Regions from separate parts of the Mus musculus genome. Here region 1 is linked to region 2. The links are chromatin contacts, called in public HiChIP or PLAC-seq maps. All regions are on one chromosome and are shown on one strand. Each heading gives the region's core, a stretch centred on a gene start, on an enhancer-like site or on the middle of the called end of the contact. The rest is flanking DNA. Distances are from core to core; before and after follow the strand shown.

Region 1 (5,529 bases), core at 878-3,377, 67 kb before region 2:
CTTGCAGCCACACTTAGTACCACTCTTCTACCTCTGCTCTTGCCGTGGACACTTTAGAGCTCCTAAATTTCTCCTAGTATTTTTTATATTAGCTAACATCAATGCTGCTTCCCCAGTGATCCTAGGTTAACTTGAAAATATCCTTAGACATGCACTTAAAGCACCTGCCAAACAATCGCACTACTGTGCAAAGAGACCAGCTGACTTCAAAATGTCCTTCCTCTCACCTCTCCCAAGCTGCCTGTGCCTTGCTGAGTGGTATGGTTAGTCTCAGGTGGGAGGACTACTCTGGGAGTGCATGACCCCTCCTGGTTCCCTGAGCAGGGCAATTCTACAGCCCACTAATGAATCCTGTAGATTAGAGTGACCCAGATGGTGACTACCTTCACCTACCAGAGGTCACCCACAAAAGAAGGATAGGTGTCCCTGTGGGATACAGCCCTCCCAAGCACTGAGTTCATCTCTAGGTACATCCCTCAGATTGCTTTATGACAGTAACAGTATCGTCACCTGGATGGCTAGGAGCACTGGTCTCCTGCTATTACCATCACTGTTACCAGTGGAATCCCTGCAAGTTGGGCCCATCCCATGTTTCTTGCATACCTAGGTACACCTTATTCAATGTGTGGTTCTTATATCAGCCCCAAGCCTCTTCTGCAAGCTTGTTGAAACAGAGAAATCAAGACAGAGGTAAATGGGGTCCTGAGAAGGGAAGATGCAGTGTGGTGTGACCAATCCCCCTGCCTTCACTCTCTCAGTTTCTGGACCTTTTATGGAGCTCTCTTAGTAGACCTCATGTTAGAACAGGGTGTCCAGAACTTCATGGCCTTGTGGTCTGTAGGGCAAAAGAGGATGGAATGTCCACTAGAAAATAAATGGTGGTCTCTAGTTATTACGGTTCCAAACTCTGGGTCTGGATTTGCTGCACCTTTACAGTAAGACATAGACCACTAAAGTTAAGGTGTGGTGGCAATGCTTATAATCTCCACACTTAGGATGCTCAGGACACCTTGGCTACAGGGATTCAATTCCGGATCTTCATTTGGAGACAATATAAAATGGCTAGTCCATTCAAGTTTTTTTTTTAAACCCATGTTCCCGCAGAGTTTCCCCTTGGGGATTCAGGTAGCAACTGACAAGCCCCCAGTTCCACAGAGGTCCTGGTACACATGAGCTGAAGCACTAGACTGGAGAGTTGTCGAGAGCTGTTCATCACAGCAATACTTACTTCACAATGCCATAACCCAAGCTCACAATGATCACAAGCAGGCGAGCCAATGTCCTCTTAACTGCAGATATCAGCTCTGCAAATATCAGTAAACCTTGAGCTGAGGAACAAGAAAAGAAAACAACTGGTTGTGTGTACTCTTGAAGACCTGTACAGTGACATTGACACACGCTAAAAAATTACTGTGCATCAACATTGACATCAACTGATATTCCAGGCCTCAGTGAAAGGCAACACTACCTCCTGAGGACTCACCACAGGTGTGATCAGCTAGCTCTATTGGGCAGTTTTCTTATGTCAACCTGAAACCTATCAGAGCTCCCCTCCAGCTACATCCCTCTTCATGTACAGCAAATATCTGAAAGCCATCATGCCCTCTGAAGTTCTCTTTTTTCTAGTACCTTTGTCATTTATTCACTTAAGATGTATACTTACAGTACTGGTCTAGAATGCACAAGGCGCTGGGTTCAAACTCTAACCCATAAAAAGAAATGCAAGTATTCATTGTGCTCCTGCTATATATATGAGAGGCACCTTGAGCTCTATCTGCATAGACTTTGAACTCTGGCTAGGACATGTAAGCAGACACAACTCAGCACGGGGAGGGCTGCATGTGACACAGTAACCCTGGGACTAGGAGAAAGAGCAACCTAATACACATCTGGGGGGCACATAACTGGTCTGGAAATGAGGATTTACAGACTAAGTGGATATATGTGGAGGAAGAAAAGGGCAAATATAGCCCTTGGGAAGCACAAAAAGAGAGGAAAGCACAGTGTATATGCAGTAGAGTGCAATGTCGGAGTATAAAACAGAGAGACCAGGAGCACTCGTGGCTCTGGGGACTCTGTTATGGAGTCCAGACTTGATGTTGAAATCTGTCCTTGCATATTTCTGTAAGCCAAGTTTTATCATAACACAGACATGCTTACTTGCTTATTGTTGTCTGTGGCTGTGTTTTACTCAGGTCAGAGCTGAGTCATCAGAGATCATGTGGTGTGCAAAGTCAAAAATGTTTAGTACATGGGCTTTGTAGGACTCTTCAAACATACTGACAGTGACTCATAGTTTCTTTGCTAACCCCTTTGATGACACCTCAGATGAAGGACTTGGATTCTCTGATGGCCCCAAGTGGTATTTCATTTCTTCATAGACCTCTGGGTTTTGCTATTCTTCAGTCCATACCACCCTTGCTCTCTCTAGGTAAGAGATCCTTCCCAGAACAGAAAGGGGATGAGCTACCTTCTCTGACACTCAGTCCTGTTCCAACCCTAATGCTTTATCATCTTATACGACCTCCCCCTGACCCTGACAGTACTTGGGAAGGAGTCCAGGGCCTATGTAAGCTAGGCAATTTACCACCACTGGGATACACCCCCAGCACTTCGATATCTGACTTAGAGCACATATGCAAACATCTCTGTGCATGTATACACAAGCCATATATAGCAGGAACAGCTCTACCACGTAGTCCTCCATGTTGGCCTTTGTTTAGTCTTTTGTAGATATGCTTTTTTCAGAAATTTCAAACATTCCTCAACAGAGAGAAATTAGTGTGATAAATTACTATGAATCCACCACTCAGCTCCAATAAATAGCAACATGAGTCCAAAGTGGCATGTATATTTCAATTCAGTTTTTTTCCCTAGAGTTGGCTAGCATCACTATGCCTGTTAATAATTGATGCCAAACTCATTTGTAACTGCATTCAAAAGGACATTTTTACCCCTTTGAAATCTTCAAAGTGTCAGTGGTAAGACCAAGTGCTCACTCCTGTGACCCGTTTGTCTCTATCTTCTCCAAGCCAACGCACATATCTGAAACAGCAGCCTAGCCAGCTTCAAGCATCCCACTGTGCAAACCATGGTAGGACCTCCTTTGATCATAGGAAGCTTTTGCAGGGTGAAGAGAAGAGGAGAGCACAGACTACAGATACCACAGACTTACTCTCTGGGGCTCAAGAGCCTTTCTTTTCTTTTTTCCAAGGAGAGAAAAAAACAAAACTCAGAAAAGTAAAATATTAAAATCACTGGCGACACTTAAGGTGCCCTTACCCATATCTTGGTATTGTTTTAATATAATTAGAGAATGGGAAATTTTCTTTTTCCAAAAAGGAAAATTAGAAAGAAAAAAAAGGAGAGAGCACATGTTCTAGCTCGGATGATCAGGGTGCTACTCTAAACTGTCACTCTGTGCAGTGCACATGCTTATGCACCAGACGACACTGGTGTCCTGATTTATTGCTCTCCACCTCATTCCCCTGAGACAGTCTCTTACTGACCCTGCAGCTAGACTGCTAGCTAGCAAGCTCCATGGACTCCCCCGCCCCCAAGGCTGGAGTTGTAAGTATGTGTGCAGCCACATGTGGCTCTTACATGGGTACTGAATGCTTTCTTTCTTAGTAAGTGCTTTACAAACTGAGCCACCTTCCAAGCCTCCTAACATTCTCTTGTTGGCTTCCGTCCTCTTTACTGGGAACACAGATATTTGCAAACCTATGTACAAAAGAGGTCTTCCTCCAGCTATGCTTACACTAGCTAAAATACACTATATACAACTCATAGAAACAGTCAAAACTTACTTGACAGTCCAGTGCTGTTGATGTTTTGGTATTCACTATAAAAAACTGCCTTTTCAAGCATTCCTAGGAAAATAACAGCTGCAATCCAGAACTGAATTCTTAATATATCTTTCCAGTAACAGGCAGACCACAGCAGCCAGAGGACACCATATAATATGTAAACGATACACATCACCATATAAAACTGCAGGGAGAGAAACAGTGTGAGCCTCTGACCCTTTTAACTCTAGAAAGCAGACATCTCTTGATTCTCCCACCCTTCATTTCTTAGTCTCTCTGAAAGCAGAAATAGAGGACATGTCAAAGCAATTGTTACTACTGAACTCTTAAAATTCTTAAAAATTAATTTGGAAATGAGGAGGCGAAATACTCACAATCATGAGAGGCCAGTCTGATGCAGAGATGTACCCATGAGGACCCACCATAGAAAGAGAAACTAGTGACAGCAGCAAAGGGGAATGGGGAGGAAGAAATCCAAGAGTTAATTAATAATCAAGTTTTTAGTAACATTTTTAAACATAAGCTCATCTCTCCATATCTATTTAAAAAGTGTATTAGTATTAAGATAACCATTAAGTTTTAGGACTTCAAAATAAATGTATAACTAACAAATCTATCCTTGAAGATATGTTTTGGGCTGGTGAGATGGTTCACTGGGTAAGAGCACCAACTGCTCTTCCAAAGGTACTAAGTTCAAATCCCAGCAACCAAGTGGTGGCTCACAACCACCCATAATGAGATCTGATGCTCTCTTTTGGTGTGTCTGAAGACAGCTACAGTGAACTTATAATAATAAATAAATCTTTGGGCCAGAGCAAGTGGAGTTGGCTAGAGCAAGCAGAGGTCCTAAGTTCAATTCCCAACAATCACATGAAGGCTCACAACCATCTGTACAACTACAGTGTGTACTCATATACATAAAATAAATAAATCTTTAAAAAATAAAAGATATGTTTTAAACAGAAATAGATTCACATTAATGAAAAAAAAAACTATAGAATACAGATAATGTATGACTAGAGGTTAACTGTACCATTTAAATCCCAGACTGCATCTGTTTTCTCCGTTTTAATAGAAACAATGAAGATATGGAAGCCATCTTTCTGGGTCCTGGCTACAACATCCTGTAATAGACAGAGTAAGCCTTTGTTCTTTGAGACAGATTAGTATATGAGATACAGTTATACAGTTCATAGTTAAACAGTTTTAATAACTGAACAGATAAAACAGAGGGAAGGAATGGCAGGCAGTAGAAGGAAGACCCTGCTGCCATTTTCTTTTTTACCCACCCCTCCACAGGAGAGGGGAACAAAGGGGTCTCATCCTCTGTGTCTTCTACCACTTGTACTGCCACAGGCTCCCCATGCATTCTCATTCTGTGCTGCCTTTAATATTATCATTCAAATTTTTTTTCTGGGTTGGTCTTGGTGACACATGCCTTTAATCCCAACACATAGGAGGCAGAGGCAAGTGAACCTCTGTGTGTTCAAGGCTAGCCTGGTCTATATAAAGTGCCAGGCTATACAGGACCATAAAGTAAAATCCTATCTGAAAAATATCTGCCAGTGGCAGGGATACAAGCCTTTAATCCCAGCACTCCATGAGGCCTCTAGAAGGCCAGCCTGGTCTACTCTACAAAGAGAGTTCCAGGACAACCAGGGCTACCCAGTGACATCTATCTTGAAAAAGAAATCTAATATTGGAATTCTCATATTCCCTC
Region 2 (6,201 bases), core at 764-3,263:
GGGACTATTGACTGGGTTTTTGTTTTTTTTTTTTTTTTCCTACGGATCAATCTCATGATCTTGTGCATGATGAACATGTTTTCTAGGACCAAATATATTCCTGGCCTCAAGAAAACAAAACAAGGCTGGTGGTATGCACATATAATTTCAGCAAGAAGAAGGCAGAGGCTGGAGGGATGGATGCTAATATTTCCAGGCCAGCCAGGGCCACCTAGCAAGGTCCTGTCTTAAAGAAAACAAAGACAACTAGTGAGGTAGAGTCTCACTATTTAGACCTGCCTGACTGAGCACTCACTATGCAGACCAGGTTGGACTTGAACTGACAGCAGTTTTCATAACCACAGTACCTCAGTGCTAGCATTCCAGTCCATCCAACCACACTGGGCTAGGAAAACAAAACACTTACCAAGAGGCGTGCTTTAATTTCTGGACAGTTTCAATCTGTGATTAATGGACTCCACAGATGTGCAAGTCATAGACATGGAAGACCCACGATGGTTACAACGCCTACTTACCTGGGGCCTATAGCTGATTATGAAAAAGCAGTGAGATTATTTTTCATTTCCACCTTCCAGTCCCAAGAGGAGTTAACATAGACAAAGAGCTAACCTGGGTAAAGTGCATGGAACAGGGTCTAGCCTGGCAAATGAGACACTGTATATAACTGTCATTGCTCTGTCTCTCAAAGGATAACAATGTTGCCAGGGCAACTGGTAGCAGTTGGGAAACAGGTCATTGATTATCCCATTTTAGGGGTGGAAGTATATATCACTAACATGATGATCAGAAAGCTATCTGGTAGACATTTTAGAGCAGATTTAACAATTTTCTCTATACATACCCCTAAATGGTAATTCAAATGTAGTTTAAAAAGCATTCATACCTTAAAAGCTGGGCACCATGATGGATATCAAAAGCTCAAATGAGAAAATATAATCACATGGCAAAAGCCTCATCTATTTTTTTTTTAAATCTCATGTTTAAAAAACCAAAAAACTCCAAAATGAACGTAGGGCTGGGGAGATGGTTCAGCAGTTAAAAGCATTTGCTGCTCTGTTAGAGGAATGGAGTTTGGTTCCCAGCGGCCATGATGGGTGCTTCACGTCAGCATCCTCTTCTGTCTTCCTTCCTCAAGTGCACACACACAAGGCACACATTTCCACAGATGTGTACCCACATACATTCTTTAAAAAAAAACACCTCAAAACATGAATATAGTAGTGTGGTAGTTCATGCCTATAATCCCAACACTCCGGGAGCAGAAGCAAGAGCTTTGTAAATTTGAATCCAGCTTAGTCTACCCAGTGAACTCCAGGTCAGCCAGGGAAACACAGGGAAACAATACTAGGAAAAAACCCAAAGGATGTAATGTAGTCTTGTTGTTTGGATGTGCTCATACCCATAATCTCGAGTCCTTTTAAGTCTGAGTTTGGACACTGTGAAATCTACTTAAGACTGGATCACTAAGTATCTACCGTACATATCCAGTCTTGGGGTTGTCAGGATGCAGAGCAGAACCATTTCCCAGCATGCAATGGTTTATCCATGAAATGTGTGCCATGGGCCAACTGCGTATTTCTCGTTTAGTGAGCTTTCATTGCTCATCAACATAAGGACTTGAAAATCAACTAACATTTTATTTCAGGAAATGAAATCTACTTCATATGGCTTTTAAATGCACTTTCCCATAATTATTTTAAAAAGTGACATTATACTCTTTTGGGGGACAAGAAAGTAACAGTACAACTTTGGAAAGAATTTTTTTTTTCCTCATGGGCGTGGCTTGGGGTTAGACAGGGCAACTGTGGTATTTTGTTTTAATTATTATCAAATGACTTTAACATCACTAAATATTGTATAAGAATTACACCCTGTAACTGATAGCTGCATCTAAAAACATGGCCTATTTCCAGCTCCAAAGAGCAATGACTTCAATGAGGAAAGAAGTATAACATAAAAATGTGTCACATGAAGTAGCAAAGGTCACTTGTTAAAGGTGCTCGCTCAGCTTCATAAGCACTGAGGATAAACCCATATATACCTTCCTGTCATCACTTCTACTGAGGATCCACACCATGGAGCTGGGTGTGAGAGAGCCAAAGGCTGCTGGGAAGCAGCAGAGGGTTCTGAGGAAGTGCCTGCTTTACAGACAGCCAGGCCTGTGCTCTCATCCCCAGCCTCCAGGCCTGGGCTCTCTGACCCTGGGTGAGACACTCAACACCTCTAAGCTTGTTTCCTTGGGTGAAAACGGAGGTGTCTGTCTTTTTCACAGTATGTAGGAGTTAAACATGTTCCCTACAGAGAACAGTGAGCAGTCTGGCAAATCAATCAATCAATCAATCAATGGTGGCTCTTAGATTGTGTTCATCAAGGTGCTATGCTTCTGGTCTCCCTCCTCTATGGCTGAGGGCCTCCTCCAGCATCAGTCTCATGGTGACATGCAAGCCTTAGAGCATTGGAGGAAATTAAACTGTCTGGCTTCCCAATGCAGTGACCTGCTCAGAGATTACCTTCAGAGTGAGCTTCTACTCTAATCAAAGCGAACCAGCCTTGATTGATCCCTGGCCCATATCAAAAGAATCTTATCTATTTCTCAGGGCAGGGGTGGGGAGATGGAGGGAGGAAAAGGGAGAGAGAGAGAGAGAGAGAGAGAGAGAGAGAGAGAGAGAGAGAGAGAGAGAGAAGAGGAGGAGGAGGAGGAGGAGGAGGAGGAGGAGGAGGAGGAGGAGTCAGGGAGCTGGGGTCATGTCAACATGCAGACATGTCTCCACGTCTCTGCTGCTCTCATGGCCACTGTGAACTCAGGAGGAGGCAGAGGTCTACATCCAAAGGGAATGCTAAGTGTGCTCCAACTTCCCTGTGATGTTAAAGAAGTTGGTTCCGCCGGGCGTGGTGGCGCACGCCTGTAATCCCAGCACTTGGGAAGTAGAGGCAGGCGAATTTCTGAGTTTGAGGCCAGCCTGGTCTACAGAGTGAGTTCCAGGACAGCCAGGGCTACACAGGGAAACCCTGTCTTGAAAAAAACCAAAAATAAATAAATTAATTAATTTTAAAAAATTAAAATTAAAAAAAATTTTTAAAAAAGAAGAAGTTGGTTCCACATAGTATGTGTATGTGGTGTGTGTGGTTTGGAAGTTAGTTCTGGGAATCAAACCTGGGTCCTGGTACATGGTAGGCAAGCACTCTACCCTGGCCTAGTCACATTGTTTCAAGACCACGACAACCTGTGTTGAGACTTCCATCTGATCTAAAATCGCTACCCACAGCAATCACAGCTTAAGCTAGCATCAGAGCTAATGCTCCCCAAACAATGAGCTCCACAATGTCCACACATGTGAAAATGAGCCCCTTCCTAATGTTTGGGTAATTCAGGGCCAAGGCTTATTTACTCTAGAATATTGAGCATTGCTGGTGTCCCCTGTAGCAGGCCCTTGGGCCAGGGTCATTCACAACATTTCTATCATTACTGGCCTTCATGACAGAAGGGTGGCTTTCACCCATGCCAGAAGCAGAAGGGATGGTCAGGCATTGGTTAGCTTTTAGAGTACCCAGATGTCTGGGTACTCTAAAAGTTGGCAGTCACTGGTAGCTGCCAATAAAGAAACACGAAATTCCTACTTTCTTGACGTAGTGATATAATGGTCACTAAAACAAATCACCCAGAGACCTCTTCCAAGAAAGTTCTGAAATTACCCAAAACCCTATTTATCATAGGCATCACTCAGAAATTTCAGAAGTGTCCAATTTCCTGCCTTACATAAGAAGAAGTAGCTAAAAGTGCAAATGAAAGTATAATGTACAAAGTATAGAAGTGTAGAGGAAAACCTAACTGTCTCAGCTATGGCCTTATGAGATGAAGAGGGTCCTAAGAATGAAGTGCTACATGCCAGGTCACTGCAACCATCATTTCAGCCTGGTGGGGGTAAGATGGGGAGTCCAGGACTTCTTCAGGACCCCCTCTTTGCCTCTAGGTTCAGATCAGGAGACAAAAACCTTAATTTCAGCAGAGAATGTTCTCAAAGTAACGTGACCAACTCCGCCTGTTATTGTCACAAGGCACAAAGTACAGAGTGGGCGCAATGCAAATGACCTCATGACCAGATGACTTGACCTCCACAAGGAGGTAAGATACTGAAAGGTCAGAGCCTGAACTGTGCCTATATTGTTCTCACTGTGGAAGGAACAGTCCAAAGGGCAATGAGAGTGGAGGCTGAGGCTGGGGGTGGGGGGTAGGGGGGTGAGTGGCAGTCCTTAGGCTCTTGGGTCACTGTCATTCATAAAGGTTTCTCTAGGGCTGTTCAAGTACACAGCTCAAGAAGCCCCCTTTAGGAAAGAGGCTTTCATCCAAACCAGAAGGAATAGCTCTTTAAACACACTGGTTTGCTTTAGAGCACAATGGGTCTGCTAGTATCTTCTGCCAACAGAGAAAGATGAAATCTCCATTGAAATGGACAATTACCAAACCTTTCTGACTTACACTAAGCACTTACCACTGTGGAACTGCTATACTGTATGCACCAGCTACCCCCCTAATTCAGCCCAAGCATAAAGATGCTTAACTTTGAGACAGTGCGACAAATGCCTTGGTAATGAGAGGCTTCCCATGTCAGATTGCTAAAGATATTTGGTTATCATGCACATGATGTAGAATGTGGATGTCTAAACCTGAGTATTTTTCTTCTATCACATCACCTACTCTTTTGTTTCCAATAGCCTGTTTCCTTATAGGAAGGAAAAGAAAGAGAACAAACCCTAATTGTCCTTTTGGAACAAAGCAATTTTTATAAACACTGGGTGGCATGAAGTTGGAAATGACAGCTTGGACCAGGGCTGTAGCTATTTACTTGCTTACCCCGTCCCTCTCTCTTGCCAAAAACTTCTGTGATGTCGCAGATACATGCGATAAAGAGGCAAAACATGGGATCTAACCAGAAGGGTTAGATGGAGGAGGGATATGATAACACAAGAGGCATATTTTCCATGACCACAGTAAAGGAAGGTAAAGAAGAATTGGTGGCACCAGCATTTCTGCCTTCTCTGCTCTGATTACCCTTGCTGTGATAAACACAGTGGCCGAAATCAACTTGAGGAGAGGAAAGGGTTTATTTTGGTTTCCACTTCCAGGTCACAAGCCATCACTGAGGGAAGTCAGGGAGGAATTGAAGCAGAAACCATGGAGGATGCTGCTCAGTGATTTGTTCACTGGTTTATGTTCATGTAGTTTTCTCATACAGCCTAGGGATAGTGCTGCCCACAGTGGGCTGGGCCCTTCCACAAATAGAAGCTTGCTTAATCTCCTCTGGAGGTTGCTTACTCTGCCATTCTCTATAAGGCTAAGAATGTGCCATGAATATCTTCTTCAGAAAAGAATCTTCAGAAATTTCAACGAGGCTATAAATTGCTAGGATGTAGCTCCTGACCATAACCTACAATCACTGGATAGTCCACAGTCCTCTTCCTATAACAGCCTAAATTCCCTAGAGAAAGACATGATACCACAGATAAGTATCTATTTGCTGGTAAATTAATGAAAGGTAAATGAGGTACTGAGAAAAACCCTTGAAAGACTCCATGGAATGTTCTAGCTTCTTTAGTCACCTCTAATTTCTACTACATTGCTTTTGTGCCATTTAAAGGTGCCTTGCCTTGCTCAATGATAACAAGTGACACAAAATGAAAGTTTCTGAAGCAAAATGTAATGGGCAAGTCAAAAGGAAACGACTAAGTGTGCTTTTAGGGTGCAGACTTACGTAAGTCCCTGCGCTTTCCCACACGTGAGATATCCGGTAGCCCACCAGTTCCCCATCCTGCCGCTTAATTGGAGGCTTCGTCCATCTAATATCCAGGATATTGTTAGATTCGTTCAGAAACACAGTGATGTTTAAAGGTGCTACAGATGGAGCTACGAAAGAAAGAGAGAAAGAGGAAGAGTCACAAAGAAAATAACATACAGTTTCATTTTCTTCTTGGTTATTGAGTGGTTTCAAATATTTTATAAAAGACCCAGATTAATGGTAAACTCCTATCCTCTTAGCAATGAAGAACCATTGAGAGCCAGGTGGTGGCACAAGCCTTTAATCCAGTAGACCCAGCATCCCTGGGAGGCCACAAAAGGAGCATCACAAGTCCCAGGCCAGTGCAGGCAACTCAGTGAAACTGTCTCAAAAAAAAAAAAAAAAAAAAAAGTAAAAAAAGGGTGTG

The links. HiChIP or PLAC-seq counts read pairs in DNA pulled down with a chosen protein or histone mark.
Region 1: an H3K4me3 HiChIP or PLAC-seq map of intestinal villus epithelium shows a contact between it and region 2, with 6 read pairs. The contact joins two enhancer-like sites. A contact is called at or near these places in 3 of 39 promoter capture datasets (cranial neural crest, liver and stem cell-derived epiblast-like cells), 2 of 115 datasets of contacts at active chromatin or transcription factors (embryonic stem cells and intestinal villus epithelium) and 2 of 9 other capture datasets (adipose tissue and pancreatic islet).

What each region holds. Positions count from the first base shown.
Region 1 is chr2:128,829,914-128,835,442 of GRCm38.p6, reverse strand. It overlaps Tmem87b (transmembrane protein 87B), which reads right to left. Exons shown (of 19, transcript NM_001355629.1): 6 at 4,843-4,933; 7 at 4,184-4,245; 8 at 3,810-3,993; 9 at 1,229-1,328. Among named protein-coding and RNA genes, the nearest start is that of Tmem87b, 14 kb to the right of the region's middle. Within about 2 kb of position 2,127, at least 42 of the 459 cell types and tissues checked have an H3K27ac peak or open chromatin away from gene starts, as enhancers often do. A contact at or near this core is called in intestinal villus epithelium, where this site is marked.
Region 2 is chr2:128,761,778-128,767,978 of GRCm38.p6, reverse strand. Mertk (MER proto-oncogene tyrosine kinase) reads right to left here. Exons shown (of 19, transcript NM_008587.2): 8 at 5,751-5,902. Among named protein-coding and RNA genes, the nearest start is that of Tmem87b, 53 kb to the left of the region's middle. Within about 2 kb of position 2,013, at least 10 of the 459 cell types and tissues checked have an H3K27ac peak or open chromatin away from gene starts, as enhancers often do. A contact at or near this core is called in intestinal villus epithelium, where this site is marked.